2 separate regions of the Mus musculus genome follow, and region 2 is linked to region 1. Evidence: chromatin contacts called from public Hi-C data. All regions are on one chromosome and are shown on one strand. The core of a region is the stretch at or near the end of the contact, and the rest is flanking DNA. Distances in the headings are between cores, read along the strand shown. Region 1 has its middle 150 kb from the start of Gm31055. Region 2 overlaps Ajap1 (adherens junction associated protein 1).

The links. A called contact is a pair of places that touch in the nucleus more often than the background predicts.
Region 2: a Hi-C map of cortical neurons shows a contact between it and region 1, with 2.2 times the contacts expected there. The contact joins two enhancer-like sites. A contact is called at or near these places in 2 of 39 promoter capture datasets (liver and stem cell-derived epiblast-like cells), 1 of 484 Hi-C or Micro-C datasets (cortical neurons) and 1 of 115 datasets of contacts at active chromatin or transcription factors (embryonic basal ganglia).

The regions. Positions count from the first base shown.
Region 1 is chr4:153,016,606-153,020,428 of GRCm38.p6, reverse strand. No RefSeq gene overlaps it. Among named protein-coding and RNA genes, the nearest start is that of Gm31055, 150 kb to the left of the region's middle. Within about 2 kb of position 2,193, at least 35 of the 459 cell types and tissues checked have an H3K27ac peak or open chromatin away from gene starts, as enhancers often do. A contact at or near this core is called in cortical neurons, where this site is marked.
Region 2 is chr4:153,457,794-153,461,565 of GRCm38.p6, reverse strand. The region is part of intron 1 of Ajap1 (adherens junction associated protein 1); the gene reads left to right. Among named protein-coding and RNA genes, the nearest start is that of Ajap1, 23 kb to the left of the region's middle. Within about 2 kb of position 1,520, at least 15 of the 459 cell types and tissues checked have an H3K27ac peak or open chromatin away from gene starts, as enhancers often do. A contact at or near this core is called in cortical neurons, where this site is marked.

The DNA of each region.
Region 1 (3,823 bases), core at 944-3,443:
TGTATGTCCAACCCCAGTGAGGGCATCAGGGAGTCCTGGATGAAGGCCAAGGTTGCTTAGAAGTCTTGAGTTACTTCAGCACAGGATCCGTCCTCCCAGGAAGTAGGCCTGGGGATTCCCATTGAGCTCCAACCAGGTCTAGAAGCAAACATGGGTTGAGATTTAAGCTTCTCGCAGATTCTGGACATCCATGCTTCCTGGGGCAGGAGGAAGGTTCTCTGAGAGCCACAGGGCTGGGCAGCCCTCAGTCTACTCTGCTTCTGTTACTGTCTCCCCTTCAAGTGAGCCACACAAGGTACAATTTGGTTCATGTTAATCCTAGCACCAAGAATACTGTCTGGCATGCCACAGATGTTCAGCCATATTCCCTGCATGAAGTGGGTAGGTAGGTTACCAGGCAGATGGATGAGTTGGTAGAAAGATGAATGAATAAGTCCAAAAAAAAAAAAAAAGGCTTCCCCTCACATTGATTTTGGGGTATTCAGATTTTAATATATTTTTTAATACTGTAGATTCTTATTATATTTCCCCCCTACACTCAGCTCAGATACGGGAATGGGGAGAGGGCTCCTGGCTGCTGTTTGGCTCCATCATGGAACCAATCACCTCTCAGACAGCCAATCCACAAAGGATAAATCTCTGTTGGTTCCTATCTGATCTTAGGATACCTATGTAAGCAAGGCAGGAGGAGGCTGCCCCTCCTGCAAATAGGAACCAAGGATTTATGGTGTCACCTTCTAAGTACTGCCGGGCGTATGCCTTTTATTGTAAAGGACTCTCTCGCTCTTAATCTCCCATCATCCCTCACTCCTGGTGAAACTGTGGAGACAGCAGAACCTTGGGCAGTGAACCTTGGGCACCGGGCTCCCAGACAGATCCTCTTGAGTCTGTCCGCACTATGGCTGCCCGTAGAGCGGTTCCCTTGGACCAGAGTCCAGCACCCACTTGGGCTGGAGGCAGAAAAGCTTGGGCAGGGTACACGAATCACCCTAGTGCATCCTGGTCCCTGGCAGGCTCATGGCTCAGCTCTGGGCTCACTTCACTTGAACTTTGGAATTACAAAGGTTCACTTGTGAAGAGGTTAATATTGTGACAGGACCTTGAGATGCGGAACTCAGAGCTGCGTGGGAAGCCTGACTGCGATTAGTCATTCTTCTTAATAATGAAGTAGAAGGAAGTGGAGTTGAGGTGCCCGGCAGCCCACGTGATTGATGGATCGCTGCGTCCCTTTGCCATTTGTGAACGCCATTTCTTTTACAGCTTAATCTTCCTGTAACCATTCTTCAATAATCATGGAAGCAACATTAAATTAAATGCACCTCCTCACAACCGAGCAGCGCTTCTTGCTACATGCTTTCTCCAAAGGATGGGGACACAGACTTGGAGAGGCGCCTTCTCTGCAGCCCTCGGTGCCCAGGCTTCAGTTTCCTTTGTCTCCACCCCACTTTCCTCCTCCCAGTACACACATTTAGACCAAATTGGACAAAGCTCGTAGGTTCTGAAATTTACAGTTCGTGTCACAAATCCTGTGCGTCTCAACGGAATCCTTACTTTAAGTTAATGCTGACAAAGTACGAAATGGCAGAGGCCTCATAAATCACAGCCCATGTCATATCAGAAATTTCCAAACACTCGGAGTTTCCTCGGAGCAGAACAAACGCCCGCTCTCTCACCAGCACCCAGCGGCTTACGGAAGTCTGGGGTGACCAAGCACAGGGGCAGCTCTTTGAGTTTTACTGTGAGGGCTTTGGGTTGTTTTTGTTTTTTATATAAAAGCTAACCTAAAGTGGGATTTGTTTGGGATTAGCTTTCTTCTGTACAGTCCTTCATCAGCGGGTGGATAAAGAAAGAAAGGACGGCCAGAGCCTCTCGCACATCTGTGCTTGCCATACGGGGTTTCTGTAACGAAAGCATCACACAAAGAGTGTAAAAATAAATTACGGAGGCTCACGAGCTGAGCAGAGACCGGAGCACCATCTGCTTTACGTAACATTTATTTTTCTGAAGGAAAAAAAAATGTTCTAAAACTGAATAATGTTCGTGTCGTCTAAATATTTGCTTTCTATAGCATCCTGGAGATGGTAAGCAAACGTCCCAAAGATTCAGCCAGCGACACTGAATCCTGGGGAGGAAAGACGCACAGTCATTCCACCGTGCAGTGTTCAATTGCTATGCAAATGTGAGAGCCTTATTATTTATTGCTTTTTCAGCTCCGACAGTGGGAAATATTGCAGACTCCGAAGGCATCTGTTGAGTGTAGAGCAAGTGCCTGCAAAGCTGTGATCGGGTTGGAATCCTGTTATTTCTGGACTCCTGGGTGCGGGCGTGAAGTCACTGTGAGAAACAAATTGCTCTGAGATCTTTGCAGCCTTTTGCTAGGTGCCAGTTAAACACTGGGGTTGGGGGAGGGCTGTACCTTGTACACTTGGCTCTGGGATTGACCCCTGAGGCCTGACTCAGAGGTTAGGTTCTCCCTGCATCTGAGATGGTGCCTGCAGCACAGGATTTGGAGAGGACTGCCCAGCCCTACAACTTTTCTTCTCTGGGTCTGTTTCTTTATCTGTAAAATGGAAGCAATAGTCTTGCTCAGAGTAGGATTAGACTGATCACACACACAGTCACACATGTGCACCCACTTACAGTAATGTACCCTGCGAATGCTTTATGTATCCCTACAGAGCTGTCTGCTGGTTGGCATCTAGGCTCAAGTGTAAGGTGGGAAGATGGGTTCACAAGTAAAGTTCTTGCCACACAAGTATGAGGAGTTGAGCTTGATCCTCAGCACCTACACAAGAAATCTGGACATGGTGGCCAGTGCTTATAATCTCCATGCTCAGAAGATGGAGATGGAGATGGACAAATCCCCGGCCTCACAACCCACAAGCTTTACTGACTCAAAGAGTTCCAGGCTAACGAGACAGTCTGCCTCAAAAACAAAACAAAACATAAAACAAACATGGGGTGACACATAAGGAATGAAATCTGAGGTTGACCACAGTCCTTCATATTCATAGGCACACACAGACTCACACATGTGCACACACTCACCCACATACACACAGGCTTTCACATGTGTGCACACATATACACTCACATATGTGTACACTCACACATGCACAAGTACAACCAGACTCACATAAGTGCACAAACTTACATATATACACTATATACATACAGATTCACACATGTGTGCAGACACATATACAGACTCACACATGTGCACACACACACATACACAAAAATATACAAACTCACATGTGCATGCTCATACACACAGACTCACACATGCACACAAACTCACACAAATTCACACATGTGCAAGCACATATAGAGAGACTCACATGTGTGCACAAACACAGTCACACATGTGCACCCACTTATACATATATGCACAGATTCACATATGTGCACACACAGACTCATACATGTGCACACAACACTCACGCATGCACAAACACACACAGAGACTCTCTCTCTCTCTCTCTCTCTCTCTCTCTCACACACACACACACACACACACACCTGGTAGGGTTCAAGAGAAGGTTAAATAAAACACCCGATTAATCTTGGCTGGAACACTAAAACTCTCACTGACTTATGAAGAGGAGCAGTGAATGAAGAGAAAACTCATGAACATAGCTCTACACCTAGGATGTGTTCCTCAGGGTCTAGGGTCCATTGTCATTGCCGCCTCCTCCTCCTCCTCCTCCTCCTCCTCCTCCTCCTCCTCCTCCTCCTCCTCCTCCTCCTCCTCCTCCTTTATTCTTCAACTCTTCTAGGAGAATTTGCACAGAGTCCCAAACATCTGACTGTTATTTCCCTA
Region 2 (3,772 bases), core at 271-2,770, 440 kb before region 1:
AATTAATATAAGAGCAACCACAGCTCCTGGCAACGGTGGTGGTGTTCAAATTGTACCTCCCACTGTGTGCATCCCCTACTGTGCACAATCCTCTCCCTTGGTCCTCACTCTGCCTCCCATCTTCAAGGCCTTCAGAACCCAGCCCTTCCCGGGGTGCTGAACCCAGTTCGGCCCCTCAGTTCTTTTCCAATGCTCTTCCTATCTCTGAGTCCCCATCGCATCCCTGTCCATCCAAGGGCATTGGTGTGAAGACCAGAAAACCACTGACCTTCCATTCTAAGAGCAATCAGTCTGTCGCTTGCCATTGCTTCTGCGAGTAGGAGCAAGCAGAACCCCTGGTTCTTAGGAAGGTAATGAGTGGGAATGTGGCACTTTAGATTGTTCTGTGCTATGTCTATCCACAGGTGCACACTGCCCCAGCTTGCTTTCCCAGGAGCTGGTAAGAACAGACCTGGAAGCCAGTGCTCCAAACACCACCCCTCACTTCCAGTCAGCACAGTATCCTGAGGCCTCTGTCACCTTCTGAGACTCAGAACTGCTGGAAATCTTAATCTCATGTGTGTATACACCGAGTGACCTGTCTCCACAGTCCGTGTTGTATGCAATGATCCCAAAGCCCTCAGGGTGACTTGGAATATACCTAGCAATTTAAGTCACATTGGCCTCTACTATGAACTTTATTTCCGCTAGTTTCTTCTGGGGTTGTTGGGCCCCAACTCACCCCAGCACGAAGGGGACTGAGGTATGGAAGTAACAAAATCTACCAGACACACTGCTTCAACCCCAGAGCCCATGGGCACAATGCAGTGACATTGGACAGAGCTGGACAGAGCTTCAGTGTGGGGCAGTGGGCTGGCACCCAGATTTCACAGCGGTCTACATGGGGGTAGATAGTGCATTTCACTGTGTGTTTGTTTGAAGCTCGCTCTCCTGATCCAAAGCCCCTGAGAGACACGGGAGAATCCAAGGTGGAGGGAGACACTTCCGTGAAGGACGGGCTCTCTGAGGTTGGAAAGAGGCACCTGCAGAAGCGGCTCCCCAGTGTGTGGTCTTGTAAACAATGCAGGAGGATTTCAGGTTCCACTGAGGTGCTCCACGGGAAACTGCAACTCTGACCAGAATAGGTACTTACTGTCTTGTCTCACGTCATCATGTAGCACCTGATGCTCAGAGTGAGTCTGGGCAGGTTTGGCTCAGGTTCTCTCCTGCTGGGCTCAGGGCCCTTCCTGGGCTCAGGGTCAAGGAGAGGCTGCAGTGGCTATCCCAGGAGGCTGCAGGATGCTCAGGCCATATCTTCTCCTCCCTCCTGCCTGGGATTTTTGGATCCCTGGCAGAGAGTTTGGTGCAAAAGAAAGGCTCGCTTCGTCTCTGTCTCCACGGGCCTATTTCTGTCGTGCGGTCTGCCTCTGCTCTTCCTTTTTTGACATCCAGCGTTTTCAAACACAGATTTTGCACAGATCCAGTGTGAGTCACAGGGCTGGGTGGCCACACGGAGAATTCCGGAGCGCAGGCTGCAGCATCTTCCTGCAGGCGGAGAGCACCGCCCCCTTTGACAGGGACAGGGGCAAGCACCTGCACAGGACAGAGGTGTGTGATGACCGACCCCGACCGGCACAGCTTTGTTCCTCCTCGATGTTCTGAGCCAGCACTGGGAGCACTCCCCGACACCCCGACTTTGACACCAACCTTCTGATACTCTCTGTAGCTACTGGGGTCCCGGGACCCTCAGGGTCCACTACAGCCAAGGCAGACAGGAAGCAAATACTGCGATAGTAAGAGCTGTGGCCTGCCATAGAAAAAGGATAGGGACCGAAGTCTGCTGGGAGGAAAACTGTGGGGCAGGGTTCCAGAGTCTGGCTGTACCATCTGTGGAGTGGAGATAGACCTCTTTCCTGCCTTGTTCTGTGGGAGACGGCACACAGATTTATGAAGCTCAGCCACGTAGACATGGCTGAAGACTGCGTCACCAGCTCTGTCCCAGTCTTCTGGTGGTTGAGGACCTAGTGTGTGATAGAGACAGTTACGTTGGACAGGACAACCCGGCAATTCATGCCTCCCAGGAGCTAAGGGCAAAGACTTCTGGACGGTTAAATTCCCCACCGCCCAGTGTGCCTTGTGCCAGAGACCAGGTGCTTCCGAACCTCACAGTCCACAGTGGGCAGTCAAAGCCAGCTATGCCGCCTGCAGAAGAGTTGGGGGGAAGCCACCAGTTCTGTTCTACCATCAGCAGGACGTTGCTGACCAGCTCTCCTCAGGTCAGACACCCATGTTCAGGAGAAAGCCTCATACAGCCTGTGAGCCACTCACTGCCCCATTTCACCTGTCCTCCTGGCTTCTAAGATACTGACACCCTGCCCAGGGAGCTGCTTTCTTCTGGCTTCTTGTTGCTGTGAAAACAGAGGCCAACGTCGTCCCTTGTTTCATTTCCAGAACCTCCATATTAGTCACGCTCCTCCCAATTCCTCGCCTCCCCGTACACTTGCTCGTTTGATTAAAAAAAAAAAGTTCTAAAAAAAAAGATGATTTGTGTGAAGGGAGTGAAAACCGAGTTTATTTACGACAAATCAGTAGAATCCAAAACTTTGGCAAAGAGCTCCAGAAGATGCTGCTGGCGGCCGAGGCGAGCCTGGTGCGTCACCGAATGTGACGTTTCCGGCCCAGCTGGATTGAAAAGCCTCTGACCTGTCTCTCTCTCCTAGGGCCAGATGCCTAACTTTGCAGCATCTCTTCTTTCAGAGACAAAAAGCCAATACCACTGAGGTGACCCCACAGAGCCACCAGCTCCAGAGATGGGGAGAAAATGTCTTCAGAGGCACCCAACTCAGAAAATACTGGACCTGGGGATATGTGGATGAGGGGCTCTTGGCGAATAGATGACCCACTTGTTTGTCCTCTGACCCTGGGGACAGCATGCTCTCAGACAGGTCTTTTCCAGGCTTCTGAACAAGCCAAGAGATAGGACACCCAGGAGGAGGGGCACAAGGGGGAAGTGTTACTGGATTTGCCCAAAGCAGGGAGGACAGTCGCAAGGGTGTTAGCTCCAGAAGTCAGCAGAGAGGAACCAAATGCTGTGGTCAGCAGGGCCACCAATGCTCTTTCCCAAGGTAGGCAGGTGGCAACCCAGCCACAGGAATTCCCCGAGCACTGTCTTGTAACTGGATCTTAAAAGCCGAAGAAGGTGTGACAGGCAGAGTGCTTGAGTCCTCCTGGCTGCCCCAGGCTGACCTTCACCCCATCTCTATACTCTCAGCTTCCCCTGGTTTTCCAGGGCCAGGTGGCTCCATCTCTGCCCAGAGGAGGGCTGCCATGCTTCATGGTTAGCCCATACTTGCAAGGTACTGAGCTAGCAGGATGTTCCCTGGAGAGGCCCCTGAGCTCCTGACCCACACTCCTGACACTCTGTTTTGTTCCTTGGAAGAAACAGCTAGGCCAGCTGGTTATTTCAAAAACCGTAGAGAGAATATTCTAGAAACAAGAATAGCTCCCTCGGGGGCTGGCTGCCCAGCACTTTTCTTGGCTTGCTAGTTCCTGCCGTGCGTGCAGGTCCCAGGTTTTCTCTGGCCATCCTTTCCATGGGACCTGCCACCATCTCAAACTGCCCTCCTTGGCTGTAGGGCACCCAGCTCATCTCTGGTGTCTACTGCTGTTCTTCACAGAAGGACAGGTGCTCTGGGTGTGTGTGTGGCTTTGTTGGTCAGCATTTCCTGGGTCCCAGTGCCTGGCTCATGCCCCCTTCCTCTTCCCTAGTGGTGTCCAGGCACATGCTGGCCAC